Regions from separate parts of the Zea mays genome. Here regions 1, 3 and 4 are each linked to region 2. The links are chromatin contacts, called in public Hi-C maps. All regions are on one chromosome and are shown on one strand. The core of a region is the stretch at or near the end of the contact, and the rest is flanking DNA. Distances in the headings are between cores, read along the strand shown. Region 1 holds the start of LOC100501494. Region 2 holds the start of LOC541649 (translation initiation factor). Region 3 holds the start of LOC103626410 (anaphase-promoting complex subunit 2). Region 4 holds the start of LOC100275318.

Region 1 (3,416 bases), core at 779-3,278, 360 kb after region 2:
ACTAGCTCCCCTCCGCTAGACACGTTAGCACACTGCTACACCCCCATTGTATACCTGGATCCTTTCCTTACGCCTATAAAAGGAAGGTCCAGGGCCCTCTTACAGAGGGTTGGCCGCGCGGGGAAGGACGGGACGGCGCTCGCGTCAGGCCGCTCGCTCCCTCCCGCGTGGACGCTTGTAACCCCCTACTGCAAGCGCACCCGACCTGGGCGCGGGACAAACACGAAGGCTGCGGGTTTCACCTCTCACGCCTGTCTCCCTCCGGCTTCTTCCCCCCTTCGCGCTCCGTCTCGCGCCGACCCATCTGGGCTGGGGCACGCGACGACAATTTACTCGTCGGTCCAGGGACTCCCGGGTTCGAAACGCCGACAATATTAAACTGCATTCATCCATGTTGCCAAGCTGAATCTTTATTTTTTAGGGAGCAGCGACCTGCGCTGTTGCTTTCGGATAGTTCGTCTTGGACTCACTGGCAAAAGCTAGTCTGGCTCGGTGGCTCCGGTTTTGCAGAAAGGACTGCACTGCCTACCTACTATCCGTGCTGCTGTCTGCTACTCTACAAACTACACGTATGGAACTATGGACTATGGAGAACAAATATTGTTTCACTATCACGGTTTCACTGCATCTGGTGTCTGGTCGAGTGTTTTGAATATCACTATCAATGTTTCACTGCCTACTACTCTCTGTTATGTGTGAGAGCGAATATTGTCTTACTGTTGAATATTAAATATTGATTCACTTTTTCACTGTTGAATGTTAAATCTTGCTCTCTTGAATATTAAATATCCTACTCTACTACCGTTGAATATTGTTTCACTGTTTTGGGTAGTTTGCTATTACCCGAACTCGTACCCGAAATTACGGGTACCCAAAATTACGGGTACCCGAAATTACGGGTAAGAGTTCGGGTATAGATGTTAGAAGGCCGAAATATAAAAAACCCAAAAAATCCGGCCCAAAATACCGGGTAAACCCGAACGCCCAGCCCTACTTACGCTCCTGCATGACTGATGGCCCGTGGATGTATCCTGGAAGTACTGTTCTAGGGAGGACGACTAAGGGCATAGCCAAATTCTGTATCTTAACAGATATCAAGGAATAAGTGTAAAAAAAAGAGACAGTATCTTAATGAATGAACGTTTCTAACACGGTTCTCTAAGTTTACACATAGTTATGTCCATACAACTCATATAAATAAGTCGTATCTTTAAACTTAAATACATTGAGTTTATGAATGAGTTTCGTAGATGTATTTAGCGCTTAAAGAACCACAGTATAATATCTAGATTGTACATGCGTCGTTGTCATCCATCCATACAATAAAAAAGATGGGAGGTAAATAACCGGACAGATGAAACAGCTGCTCGTCCCATGTGTGTCCGTCGCTACTGTCTGTCCTCCCTCCCCGTCCCCGCCGGGGCACGGTGCGTGTGACTGGGCGTGCGAAACGTGATGCACGCGAGGCGTACGTGCCTGTGCTTGTGCGGCACCTTGTTGTGTACAAAAAGGCTGTCACGAAATAAAAGCATGGCGTATCCGTCACTCAACCTCCGGACTCGAATTCTCAAGGGGGAAAAAAGGCCATCCCATCTCTCTATGGGATTCTTTGTTTGGGATTATATATATGCACACACATATAAAGGAGTACATATAAAGCAGTAATAATATTTATAACACTAGATAATAACTACACATTATCCTGCAGTATATTTTTCTGTCAAAATATTCGTGCTAACCCGTAGATGTCACGGCACCGTACGTGGAGTTGATCCATGCCGATGACGACGGACGGATGCATGGGGTAGAAGGTGTGGATGGACGACTCATGCGTATCACCCGCCGTCTGGACGAGTCCGATCCGCCACCTTTGCATCCGTTTTTTTTGGAAAAAAATTTGTTGCAGCCGGCCTGAATTTTTTTTTCTTTTTTTTGGGTGCGGGGGAGGGCCTCCTAGCACGACACGGCACGGAGCGTCGTCGATGATAATATATATACTCAAGACGACCGACCGATCGAGAGCCGCGTACGTCACGTGCCGCGCGCCACGCCATGCCATGCCATGGCATGGCATTGCCAGTGCCAACTGCCAAGCCAAAGCCACGCACGCGTCCGTTTCACCGTCCGGCGGCCTGGCCTCCGCTGCCGTCTCCGCAACTTACCACCACCGGTGCCGCCAGTGCGCTGTGTGTGTGCCTCACGCGTCGGCACCCACCCACCAGTCCACCACCACCACCCGCTCCAGTCACAGCGAGCGAGCGAGCGCGGGCCATGGCCGAGTCCATCCATAAATACCCGCCCTCCAGCTTCCCAGTTCCCACTCCTCTCTCCTTTCCCCTCCGCTTCCGCAGACGGCCAGGCCAACGCAACCGCTCCTGCCATCCGCACCAGTCCCCCCCTCCCCTCCCTCCCGGACTCACCCGGCCGCCAGCGGGGTAAGTCGCCGGCGGGCTTTCTTTGCATGTTTATTTATGTAACCCGGCCCGGCCGAAACAAAACCCCCGGCCGCGCGCACGCCAAGATTGCTGCCCCCACCCCCCTGGCCTCCGCTCAAACCACCGCTCGACTTCTCCTCGTGTAGGTTTGGCCGCTTCCTCCTCCTCTGCGGCGGGAGCGGGACAACAGACACAGGGGCACAGAGGAACCGGCGCGGGGCGGCGCAATGGGGGACGCTGCGGCGGCGGGGACCCTGCACAAGAGCTACTTCGACGTGCTGGGGATCTGCTGCCCCTCCGAGGTGCCCCTCGTCGAGAAGCTGCTGCGGCCGCTGCCCGGCGTGCGCACCGTCACCGTCATCGTCCCGTCCCGCACCGTCATCGTGCTCCACGACGCCGCCGCCACCTCGCCCGCGCAAATCGGTACGCCACGCCACGGCCACGCCCTTCCCCTTCAGTCTTTCTTCTTCTTGTTCTGCAACCACCGACCGTCGTTCCGTTTCCGCCTCGCCACGCCACGCCACGCGCGCCGGTGTCTGGCTCCTCGCTCGCCCCTACCTCTTCGCCGCCGGAGACGCGGCCGGACCGCCGGACTTGGACTACTGCTACCTAGTACTAGTCCCCGGCCGCAGCCCGCTGCCTCCCCGCCCGACTCCACCTGCACATACGGCCGACGAACGACGTTATTAATAAATCAATCATAGCCGCGGCCGCCGACGCCGACGCCAATCCCACACGACACGCAATCCTGCGCGTTTTCCACCACCACTCCTCCTCCTCCTAGCCCTAGAATAAAATCACACACGCACAACAACAACAAAAAAGAAAAAGGCAGAAAAATGATCGTACTCTTTGTTCATGCCTAAGCAGCAAGAGCATCCGGGCTGGGAATATGTTTACCAATGCAGGGGATCACGCCAAAAGATCGTTCCTTTGCAAAGCGACACGCAAAGAAGCTCGTCTTTTTATCCCTTCCTCCTT
Region 2 (3,314 bases), core at 544-3,043:
TCGTTTGCTTACTTGTGAATGGTTCCTCTGCTGGATTGGAATGTTTATTTTGTATTAACATTGATTAGCTGGAATAGTTTGGAATGTTTATTTGTATTAACATTGATTAGCTGGAATAGTTTTTGTTCTCAATCCGATATAAACGAATGGGACCTCAATTCTCTCTGATTCCTTTATTACCAAACCAGCCATTAGTGCCTGTGTCTTTTAAAAAGAACACCTTTGCAACTTGGGCAATGGCTGTGGAAAGGAATTGTGGTGACTGGTGATGATGAGTAAGCGCTGACGCGATAACGAGATGCCGTGACGGATAGGCATTATCTCCATATAAGGGCTAGTTTGGCATCCCCATTTTTCCATGAGATTTCCAATTTTCTAAAGGAAAATGAACTAATTTTCCTTGGGAAAATGAGGTTTTCAAACTAGCCCTAAAAAGATCGGGCAAAGTTTTTTTTTCCCTGCTCGATTTGGAACCTGCATCGAAAGTCTTCCAGAATGAATTAAAGCCTCGTGTTTGACGCTTTTTTTAATAACTATAGGATGTTCGGCGTCTCTTTATCGGATGATGTAGCTAGGGTTGTTAATAAGATCTAGATTTTAGGCTATAAAATGTAGGATCGAATCGGATTAGCGTCAAACTATATTCATATCCATTTTGAACTAAAATGAATTAAGAGCCCTGTCCTAATTTATTGTGAAGAAACACCTAGATCGTTATTCATTGCCATCCCTAGATGGAGCTACTGTTTCTTAGATCCAAAATGTACATCCATGGTGATATAGCTAGTGTTTCTCAGATCCAAAATGTCCAACTTTACAAAAAAAAGTCTTCATGAAAATAAGGCCCCGTTTGGTTTCAGGGACTAAAGATTAGTCCATCCATTTTAGTTTCATTTAGTCCCTAAATTACCAAACGGTGAAACTAAAACAAAGACTAAAATATTTGTCTCTATCCTCCAATGTATGACTAAAAATAATTAAACCATATAAATTCTACCTTTTGTCCCTCCTTTGTTTTAGTTACACTAACGGCGGAAAAATGATAAGAGACATTTTAGTTCTTTTATGATTTATTTAATGTATTTTAAATACTTTTAGTCGGATAGAGACTAATTAAATTTTAGTCCTGACTAAAGCAAACCAAACGGGCCCTGACTCATGCACACGGTTTCCTCTTTATCCAAGCTTCCAAAAAATACCCACTTCCACTTTAGATTCTCCGAGTCACAGATCCAACAATATTGCTCCAAAAAGAAGTACTCCTAAATCCTTCCAGAAAAGGTGAGAGTACATATTAAACCCGATAATAGGCCAATAACCACTGTTATATCTATAGCCTATTCCTGAACATCAGAATTAGTGTTATAAACATGAAATGTGAAGGAGTTATTACAGTGAGAGCTACCGTCAGTGGTGTGGTCGGGTTTGCTAGTGTATGAAAACAGATTAGATGTGTTAAAATAAAGTAGAGTGAAAATTAATTTAAATACAATTCTAGTTGATTAAGAACATCTCCAAACGAACGACTAGTAACAGATTTGGTTTATCATTACATGTATAATTGCGTGCGGATTTTAGCACACATGGAATGAGAGGCAAACACGGGCCCAGGAACGGCCCACGGGAGAGAGAAACCCTACCCTTCCCTTCGCGGTGGTGGCATCCGAGACCCGTCCACAACCACCACAGACACGGTGCAACCCCCCCCCCCCCCCCCCCCCCCCCCCCCCCTCTTAAAAGCCGCCTCTCGCCGCCGCCCGCAAACCCTCATTTTTCTCTCTCCTGCGCCGCGACGTCCCTCGCCTTCGCCGCCGAATCCGAGACTCCGATCTCGGGTTCACCGCAGCGCACAGAGCAGCCCCGACTCCCGGCCCGATCCGCGCTCTCCTCTCCGTCGCTTCAGGTGTTCGCCTCCTCCAGATCTCTTGCTGTCTCGCTTGTTACTTTTTTGTTTGCTTTTCGGCGTCCGATCTGGTGCGACGGCGGGTCTGGGTCCATCTGGCGGTGCTACCCGTGCGGATCTGCGCCGATTCGGTGGGAATATTAGTGATTTTGACGGTTCTGGATTGACGCACGGGTTTGCGCACGGAAATACTACCTTTCCCCCCTTTCTCTGACATGCGGCTTTCAGCTCAATACATGATTTTTCTTACGTAGGATTTGATTGATTTTGTATGTAGATATAAGCGTTTTCCGGTGCTAATATGCAAAATTGCTAGTTTTGGTCATATAAAACTGTCCTGGGAAGCTCCGTAGCTTGTGTACCGTGCTTGAGTATTGGATTCAAGCTGTTTGAGCTGTGGGATGCTGCATGCTTGATGGTAATGAATTATTCTATTGTGGTAAGTCAATTTTTTTGTGAAAGTGACTATGAGATGGTCGCAAGGGTTTGCTACAGGATAAGGTTAAAAGACTGCCCTGCCCTATGTACTAGACGAGCCATTCATACCGTGCGAACTGCTAAAAGCTGTTGCTCGATTTATCGAGTACTTGCAATTATATCAGCCTGCTGTTAAGAAAGTGTAAAGCATCAATTGTCTTGGTATGGTTCTGTTTAGATTCTTTATAAACTGAAGATTGAGTTGAGCATGCATTTTGTATAAATTGTAGAGCTTGAATAATCATTTTAAGAGTACAACTGATTCCCTATTGATTCTGTTGTGAATTACTTGTCTTCTAGCATGGTGTTTGTCTTAAACATTTCTTTGCTACACACTTTTCTCGTTGTAATCTGTAGGACAGTTTGTTCTAAGCTTAAACTGTGCCATTGCTCATTATATTGTATACATCCTTTTGATCTAGGTTCATGATTAAACCTTTCTTTGTATTTGTTTGTCATATTGTCAACATGTGCTGTAACTTCTGTGTATTAACATGTTTCTTTTGCTGCAGTCATGGCAGGAATGGCACCTGAGGGTTCTCAGTTCGATGCTAAGCACTATGATTCTAAGATGCAGGAGCTGCTGTAAGTAATATGAACCTTTCTTTTTAAATTTTTTTACCTACTTGTGTTTATCATCTTTGACTTGAGAGCCAAGTGATACCTAATAACCTTTACTTCTATATGTTTATGTAATACAGGAGCACCGGTGAGACTGAGGAGTTCTTCACTTCATATGATGAAGTTTTTGAGAGTTTTGATGATATGGGCCTCCAAGAGAATCTTCTGAGAGGCATTTATGCTTATGGTAGGCTGGGAGTCGCTTGTTTTAGCATGTTGCCTTTTACATGGTATTTCTCTTACTGCCCATTCCTTGTGGTGTAGGTTTTGAGAAGCCATCTGCAATTCAGCAGAGAGGAATTGTTCCCTTCTG
Region 3 (3,418 bases), core at 571-3,070, 400 kb before region 2:
ATGATATATGTAGGGTACCACACAGTGATTTCAAGTCGTCTGACTAATCGCGATTAGTCACAGTTAGTCGGGCTAATCGGTTCTGTTAGCACGACTAGGGAGGGCGGCCCGATCTGCTCGACTAATTGTTTGGTCGTCCGATTAGTCGTCGACTAAACGCGACTAGTCGTCCAATTTGGGTGGGGTGATTAGTTGCCCTGGACTCCTAGTTTAGGTCAATAGTAAGTCTGCACTTGGCATTTATGTAGTAACTAGTAAGTCTGCAACTCTGCATCATATGAATTATTGAGTTAGTGACTACTAAGTAGTAATTGATGTTCAATTGTTCATGTTCTGAAATCTGCAATCTGAATTCTGTCTTCCAGTATTCATATTTGCTACGTTTGGTAATTGGTATTGCTTCCTATATACTATATTGCTATATATAATTAAGTTAGTGACTGATGTTGATGTTCTGAAATCTGAATTGTCCAGTTCCAGTATTCATATTTGTTATGTACTTATGTTTGGTATTGCCTCCTATATGCTAGATTGCTATATATATCAATATTATATACATAGGTCCTGCAAATATGCAGGAGCGCTGTAGGGACGACCAGGTCGACTAGGACCCGATTAGTCGACCTAGTCGTCGTCCTAATCGTGATTAGTCACCTGGTCGCCTAGGTGTATCGACTAGCAAGTCGCCCGACTTGAAATCATTGGTAGCACATACTTATAGGAGAAAATAAGTAGGAAACAAGACACCCTCTCTTTATAAAGCTGAAATTTCCATTCTAAACATTTCAAAATAAAGGAGATTAGGTTTTCCATAACTTACACAGAACTTAATTCTGTCTACGGTTGAGGCACTGCAATAAGGATGAAAGTGCTGCCAGAACTTCTTGACTGCATGGTTTCGAAATGTTTCCTGCACCAACAAGGACAGGTTGACAACAGAAATCGAATAAAATAGAAAAAAATTGAAAACATGAGGAACATTTTAGCGATGAAATGAAAGTTAAGAACTTGAAAAGAATGCTGAGCGCGGCATTTGTAAATCCTACAGTCCAGCACTGAGATTTCATTTGGGCGCCATTTCCATAAACACCCGAGCTTAAGACAGGATCCCAATTCCATCCTCGCGTATGGCCCCCAGCCATTTGGTGCAGGCATTCTCACAAACACCTAGTATGCAGCAAAGGCGTACCTTCACACCATGAAACTATCATCGATCCACCGCCCAAATCTCCACCCGAATACAGGAATAGAAAACCAGCCCGTCAGCAGTTGTGCGTGCTCGATCGCGCGCGAGAGAGAGTAATAGGGGACGGGGAGGAGAGGGAACGGTATGGACCTCGAGGGAGTGGAGGAAGTAGTCGCGGACGAGCGTGGCGAGGCCGCGTGTGCAGAGGTCACCAACGACGGGAGCTAGGCGTGGGCCGACGGCGAGATCACCGTCTCCGGCGAGAAGCTCGTTGGAAAGAGTGCAGAATTGAGCCCACGAATCGAGAGCGCCGTCGGCGTCCTCACGCTCCATGGCCTGGCGGGCACAGCTAAGCGAGCGGGAGATGCCCCCAGAGTATTACTTACTCTAGAAATGTCATAGCCTGCCGGCACCTCGCACAGCCTCAGGTGCTCCCAGACGACCTGTCCTCGCTGACCTCGCACGACAGCCCACCTTGCCGCCGCAGCCTCGAACGTGCTGGCCGCCGCCGCGGCGTCCCGATGGTGCGACAGTTGAGTGCTCGAGTGCTAGGAGCGAGGGGAAATTTTGTGATGTGGGCTCATTTTAGGTTCATCCAGGCCTACTTGCCCATTTGAGCTAGAAAGACGCGTGGGTTGAGCAACGGCCCACGGACTCCTCTCTCTCTTGACCCGAGCCGCTGCAGCAACAGCAATAGACTAGTTCGAGCGCCACGTCAGTCAAAAAATCTTAAGAGCATGACCAACATTGCTTTAAAACAATGTACTATCTTAAAATAAAGCCTTGACCCATAAAATAACTTTAGATCTAATTTGGATACTCTAGTATTGACCTCAATCTACATGTATTGAGGTGTAACTTAAACTAATTTACACTCTAATCCACCTCAACACATGTGGATTGAGATCAATACTAGAGTACCCAAACAAAGCCTTAAGGGTTAGTTTGAAAATCTTGTTATCCTAAGGAAATTTTATTTTCCCTTGAGAAATTAGTTCATTTTTTCCTAGGAAAATAGGAATCATTAGGAAAAAAATTGAGCTCCCAAACTAGTCGTAAAGGTATCTATTTTACAATTTTTATAAAAAATATAGAGCATATTATGAAGTGACTCAAATATACTACTGTTGAACACCAAAAGTGACGTACGGTCCGGCCCTAGGGTTCGGATGGTCCATGCCCTCGTGATCAGATTGACTCGGACGATTATCATTATCTCGTGCATGGTTATCCATCTAATCATGTGAGGTCTATTGGCTATCGCGCTAGGAACGGGTCTAGACCTCCCTTATATATATGAAGGGGTATGACCGATTGAGAGCCCCCGAACTCATTCCAATTGAACCAATTTACTTTCTATTGGTCACTTGTTCTCAAATGTTGTGAATCAAGAACAAGGCAACACAATTGTTAAGCATTAAGGACATTCGTCCTCCGAATCATTACCTCCTCTATGATATAATGATCATCGGACGAAGGTCATGAATGACATGTCTTCATCATTTCATGGATAAATAAGAATATGTAAAGATGAAGAATATAATTCATTGGTTCGTTCACATTTATATTTCATAATATACATATGAATATTAACAAAGTCTATATTACATTGATACATTCAGCTTGTTCGAAGGTGTTGACGCGAGAGTGATGACAATCTAGCGTGAACAGTACGGCGCTACTGCTCATCTATTTATAGGCACGGGACGCAGTCCGGGTAAAAGTACATTTATGTCCTTGACATTTACTTGTGATCGTAACATAAATTATTAAGGACTAGCTGGTCTTTTTCCCTTCCGATCATCATCATGTTTGGTCTTCATCACCATTATAAGTCGAAGCTATTACTCTTCGGTTATAGCTTCGACGTCCATTCTTATCATCTTCGGATTATATCTTCACATCGTATGCCTTTGCCATGGGAGAAAACTTTCATCCTGAAGCTGAAGCTCCTGTAATAATTCATACCATGTTAAAAACATATGGTTAATGTTTTTTAGACCTTCGGAAGAGGAAGGCCCCCAACAGTAGCCCCTCGCAGTATTAATTTGTTTCTTTGTAACAAATTCAAACTGTGACGTGAACGAAGGCCTTTAGCCGAAGGTCCGAAAAAACACCTTCCCTTCGCTAGAATAGTGAATCATTCTGAACCGTGGGACCCACCGAGCTGTGGGGCTCTAAGTATATGTATAGAAGGTTGTGTCGTGAATATTTTTCGTGTCATCTTACTGT
Region 4 (3,460 bases), core at 689-3,188, 420 kb after region 2:
AGATTAAAGTAGGATGAGCCAAAAGTGATACTGTCCACTAGATTTTTTGGGACCGCGCTATTATTAAAAATTACTTCGGTGCCACAGAGCAGCTCTACTTTAAAATTTTATGTATAGGAGCTTTACTCGGGAGTGTAGATTGATTTCCCATAAGAATGACAGATAAATACTTTCCCCCCCAAACCATGCTAGTTAATTTGTCCACAGCTTGCGTAGTACATGGGGGCCGTATCGCATTGGTATAGCTGTAGCATACGGTAGGACGACGCCCTGCGTTAGGTTGCGAATGTGACGTACAAGCAGCCTGTTAAACTTTCCTATTGGACAAAGGTCAACACCTCATGCTTCCTCTGTATATCTCATTCCTTATACTATATTATAAATTTCACTATCCTATCTCATTCCTTATTCAATATTTCAAATTTCACTCTGTAACAATGTAATATATAAATCAAAATCTCTTATTTTTATTTTACACTACCTTGCTTGCGGTTGCGGACAGCCTAAAGAACGGCAACCACTCTGCGAATGTAATCTAACAGGGGCCTGATTTGGTGAAGTCTCAAGGTTTCAACCGAAGTTGTCGAGGGGACGCGGCTTTGGCCGAGTGAGCGAAATCTTGCCATGTTTTACTGGACCTGAAGTTTGTGACGGTTTGAGTAGAGTTGTTTTTAATTGCCTTTTTGGCCCTTACACATTACATAGCGGGAATGGTAGCTGAAATGCGTCGGCTGCTGGTTCGCGCACGGCGACTTGTTCGTCGTGGTGGGTGCCAAACGTGCCGGCCGGCGATCGCAGTAAAAGCGAGTGATAAGAGAGCCGAGCGTCGGTTGCTCCGTCCGCTGATTTGGCAGCTTGATGCCTGCACGGGGACTCTGAGCCGCATTCGCCACTGGTACGGTGTTGCACTACTCGTCTGAGCCAGCCGGCAGGCGGCCTCCTCTCCCCAAACCGTGTGTCTCCAGCTACATCAACCAATAAATAAAATCGGCGCGTGTTGCACGTACAACAATAACAAGATGCCGTATGGCACCTCTGAGCTCTATCTTGCGTTGTCAACTCTTTATAATTACATTGGATATTTGACGGTTGTTAGGCGCAACTTGCTTAACCTCTATAACTATTAGCGTAAAACTACTTACAATTTAGCGTAAACCACTGTTGTCGACGTTATAGTGGATTAGCGGGCAAAGGATCCACTGTTTCGGACGTAAGAAACGTGCATGATTTGGGGTAGTTGCCGTTTATCTCACTTCGCACGGGCCATTCATTTTTTCACGTAAAACTGGTACAAAAGAAAAATTAAGTTGTGTATAACTCTATATCTATTAGCGTACAACTGCGTACAACTTAGCGTAAACCACTGTCGACGTTATAGCGGATTAGTGGGCAAAGGATCCACTATTTGACAGCATAAACATTTTCTTTTGCATATAAAAACTAACAATCAAATTATAGGTAGAATTGATTCAGTACCGAGCATGGGATAATAAGGCTTGTCCTTATCCATTAACCAATCCATTTGAGGCCATAATTTGCTGCGGTTCCGAAGGCATCCTCTGACCCCCTCCAGTCAGTAGTCTTCACTCTCCAGTCAACCATGAGATAAAGATTAACCCCTCCGGTACTTCGTTTTTTACGCAGTGTAATCCACCAAGCCAGCCTAAAGATTAACCTAACCATGAGATAAAGATTAAGCCCTCCGGTACTCCACTACTCCGTAGTCTCCAGTCCATCCGCCAAGCCAGCCTAATCCACACGCCACGCCACCCCACCGGGGTTAACCAGCGGCGGCCCCCACTGGGCCCCACAGCCGACCGAGTGTCCGAGTCCGACCTCGACCCGCCGGATCCGTCCGTTAGATTCAACGCTGCAAACATCAACTCCCCGCGGAAATAAATAGGCACCCCGCCTCCCCGTTCTCGTCCTCTGCCTCCGCCTGCCTTGCCGCCGCCCAAGTCTCGTCCGTCGTCGTCGCTCCGCTGCCAGTCAGCCGCATCTCCAGCCTCCAGCAGGCAGAGCACCCCCGCTCTCGTCTCCGGAGCCTTCCGGATGGGCTGCATCTTCTCGTCGCCGGGCTCGGCGCGTGCGCTGCGGCCGTGCGCCGGGGTGCGGGTGATCCACACCAACGGGTTCGTGGAGGACTTCGAGGGCCCCGGCGTGGTGACCGTGGCGCACGTGACGCGCTGCCTCGGCGGGCCCGGCGGCCCCGCCTCCGCCGCCAACGCCGCCGGGAAGGGGTACGTGCTGTGCTCGTCGGCGCACCTGCTGCAGCCGGGGCGCGGGCCGTTCCGGCCCGACGACGCGCTGCAGCCGGGAACCGTCTACTTCCTGCTCCCGCAGTCGGTGTTCCAGGCCGAGTCCTCCGCCGTGGACCTCGCGTGCCTCATGAACCGCCTCACGGCGCTCGCCCGCAAGGGCGGCGCCAGCGCCGCGCCCAAGCCCAGCCCGCTCGACGCGCTCTTCGACGCCGCCGCCGCCGCTGCCGCCGCCTCCGGGAGCCACCGCCAGCACAACCAGCAGCGGATGCCAGTGGCTGCGGCGGCGAGGGAGAAGAAGGGTCAGCCCTGGCGGGCGGCGCCGTGGAAGCCCTGCCTCGAGCGCATCGACGAGTCCGTCGGCCGCGCCTCCATGCGCAGCGCGTCCAGCGGCTGCAGCAGCGAGGCCTGATCATTGGCTCCATCTAGTCCCCTTTTCCCTTCTTGTCTTCTGCAGTAGTGCATACAGATGGATGGTTTTGCAGAACTGTGTGTAAAGATCTGTTGCTTTGCCGGTAGTGATTAATTAGATTCATTCAGCGACGTGTTTTCAGATCCCTCCCATCTGCAGCTCTGCTCGGCTGCCGCTTAATCAATCTCTTCCTGTACAAGCTCAGCTCAGCTCAGCTCAGCAAGTGTGCCAACTTGTCCGACTGGTTTTGATTTGTCGTCGGATCGAGACTCGTGGAGCACGAGCACGCAGCGAAGTCGTCAGAGACTCGCGTCTGGTTTCGCACTCAACTTTCCGCTCCGGTCCGGTGTGTCAGTGTGTGTGTGTGTCAGCACTCAGCAACAGCTAGCGGGATTGTTTGGTTTGGTTTGGTTGGTTTGCCTGCGAGATAAAAGTATTTTGTTGGTTCATACGACCGATCTTACACTGATGATGTCTCCGGCCGCCACCTACCTCTGACGTGTGACCGCCCGCCAGATCTCATCTCCATGATCCCATCACGCCAGCGGCCAGTCCTCCGCTGCCTTCACTTTTCCAGCTCCACCTCGCAGTGGGGCAAAGGGGACCCGCTTTTGTTGACAGCAGCGCCATCCTTCCACCCCGCGCAGGCTGTCAGTCCGTACGCTTTCGTTAGGCTGATGTGATCTACTAGTACACTGAATAGTGTACACTGTTTTAGCACTACACCAATCAGATAGAACATTGAACGATCAGACAGAACACTCCACGTTTAGGCTATCCGCACTCATAC

The links. Hi-C and Micro-C count contacts between places; a contact is called where the count stands out from the background.
Region 1: a contact with region 2 is called in a Hi-C map of ear, with 2.1 times the contacts expected there. The contact joins the promoter of LOC100501494 here to the promoter of LOC541649 in region 2. A contact is called at or near these places in 3 of 25 Hi-C or Micro-C datasets (bundle sheath, ear and tassel).
Region 3: a contact with region 2 is called in a Hi-C map of tassel, with 2.1 times the contacts expected there. The contact joins the promoter of LOC103626410 here to the promoter of LOC541649 in region 2. A contact is called at or near these places in 3 of 25 Hi-C or Micro-C datasets (leaf, leaf mesophyll and tassel).
Region 4: a contact with region 2 is called in a Hi-C map of leaf, with 4 times the contacts expected there. The contact joins the promoter of LOC100275318 here to the promoter of LOC541649 in region 2. A contact is called at or near these places in 4 of 25 Hi-C or Micro-C datasets (bundle sheath, ear, leaf and 1 more).

The regions. Positions count from the first base shown.
Region 1 is chr5:58,274,517-58,277,932 of Zm-B73-REFERENCE-NAM-5.0, reverse strand. LOC100501494 reads left to right here and starts at 2,028. Exons shown (of 10, transcript XM_020537505.2): 1 at 2,028-2,435; 2 at 2,582-2,858. The coding sequence starts at 2,663.
Region 2 is chr5:58,637,844-58,641,157 of Zm-B73-REFERENCE-NAM-5.0, reverse strand. LOC541649 (translation initiation factor) reads left to right here and starts at 1,793. Exons shown (of 5, transcript NM_001111404.1): 1 at 1,793-1,903; 2 at 2,893-2,965; 3 at 3,082-3,188; 4 at 3,266-3,314. The coding sequence starts at 2,895.
Region 3 is chr5:59,042,029-59,045,446 of Zm-B73-REFERENCE-NAM-5.0, reverse strand. LOC103626410 (anaphase-promoting complex subunit 2) reads right to left here and starts at 1,820. Exons shown (of 16, transcript XM_008646815.3): 1 at 1,337-1,820; 2 at 821-910. The coding sequence starts at 1,519.
Region 4 is chr5:58,214,366-58,217,825 of Zm-B73-REFERENCE-NAM-5.0, reverse strand. It overlaps LOC100275318, which reads left to right and starts at 1,938. Exons shown (of 1, transcript NM_001175028.1): 1 at 1,938-2,993. The coding sequence starts at 2,053. The coding sequence ends at 2,670.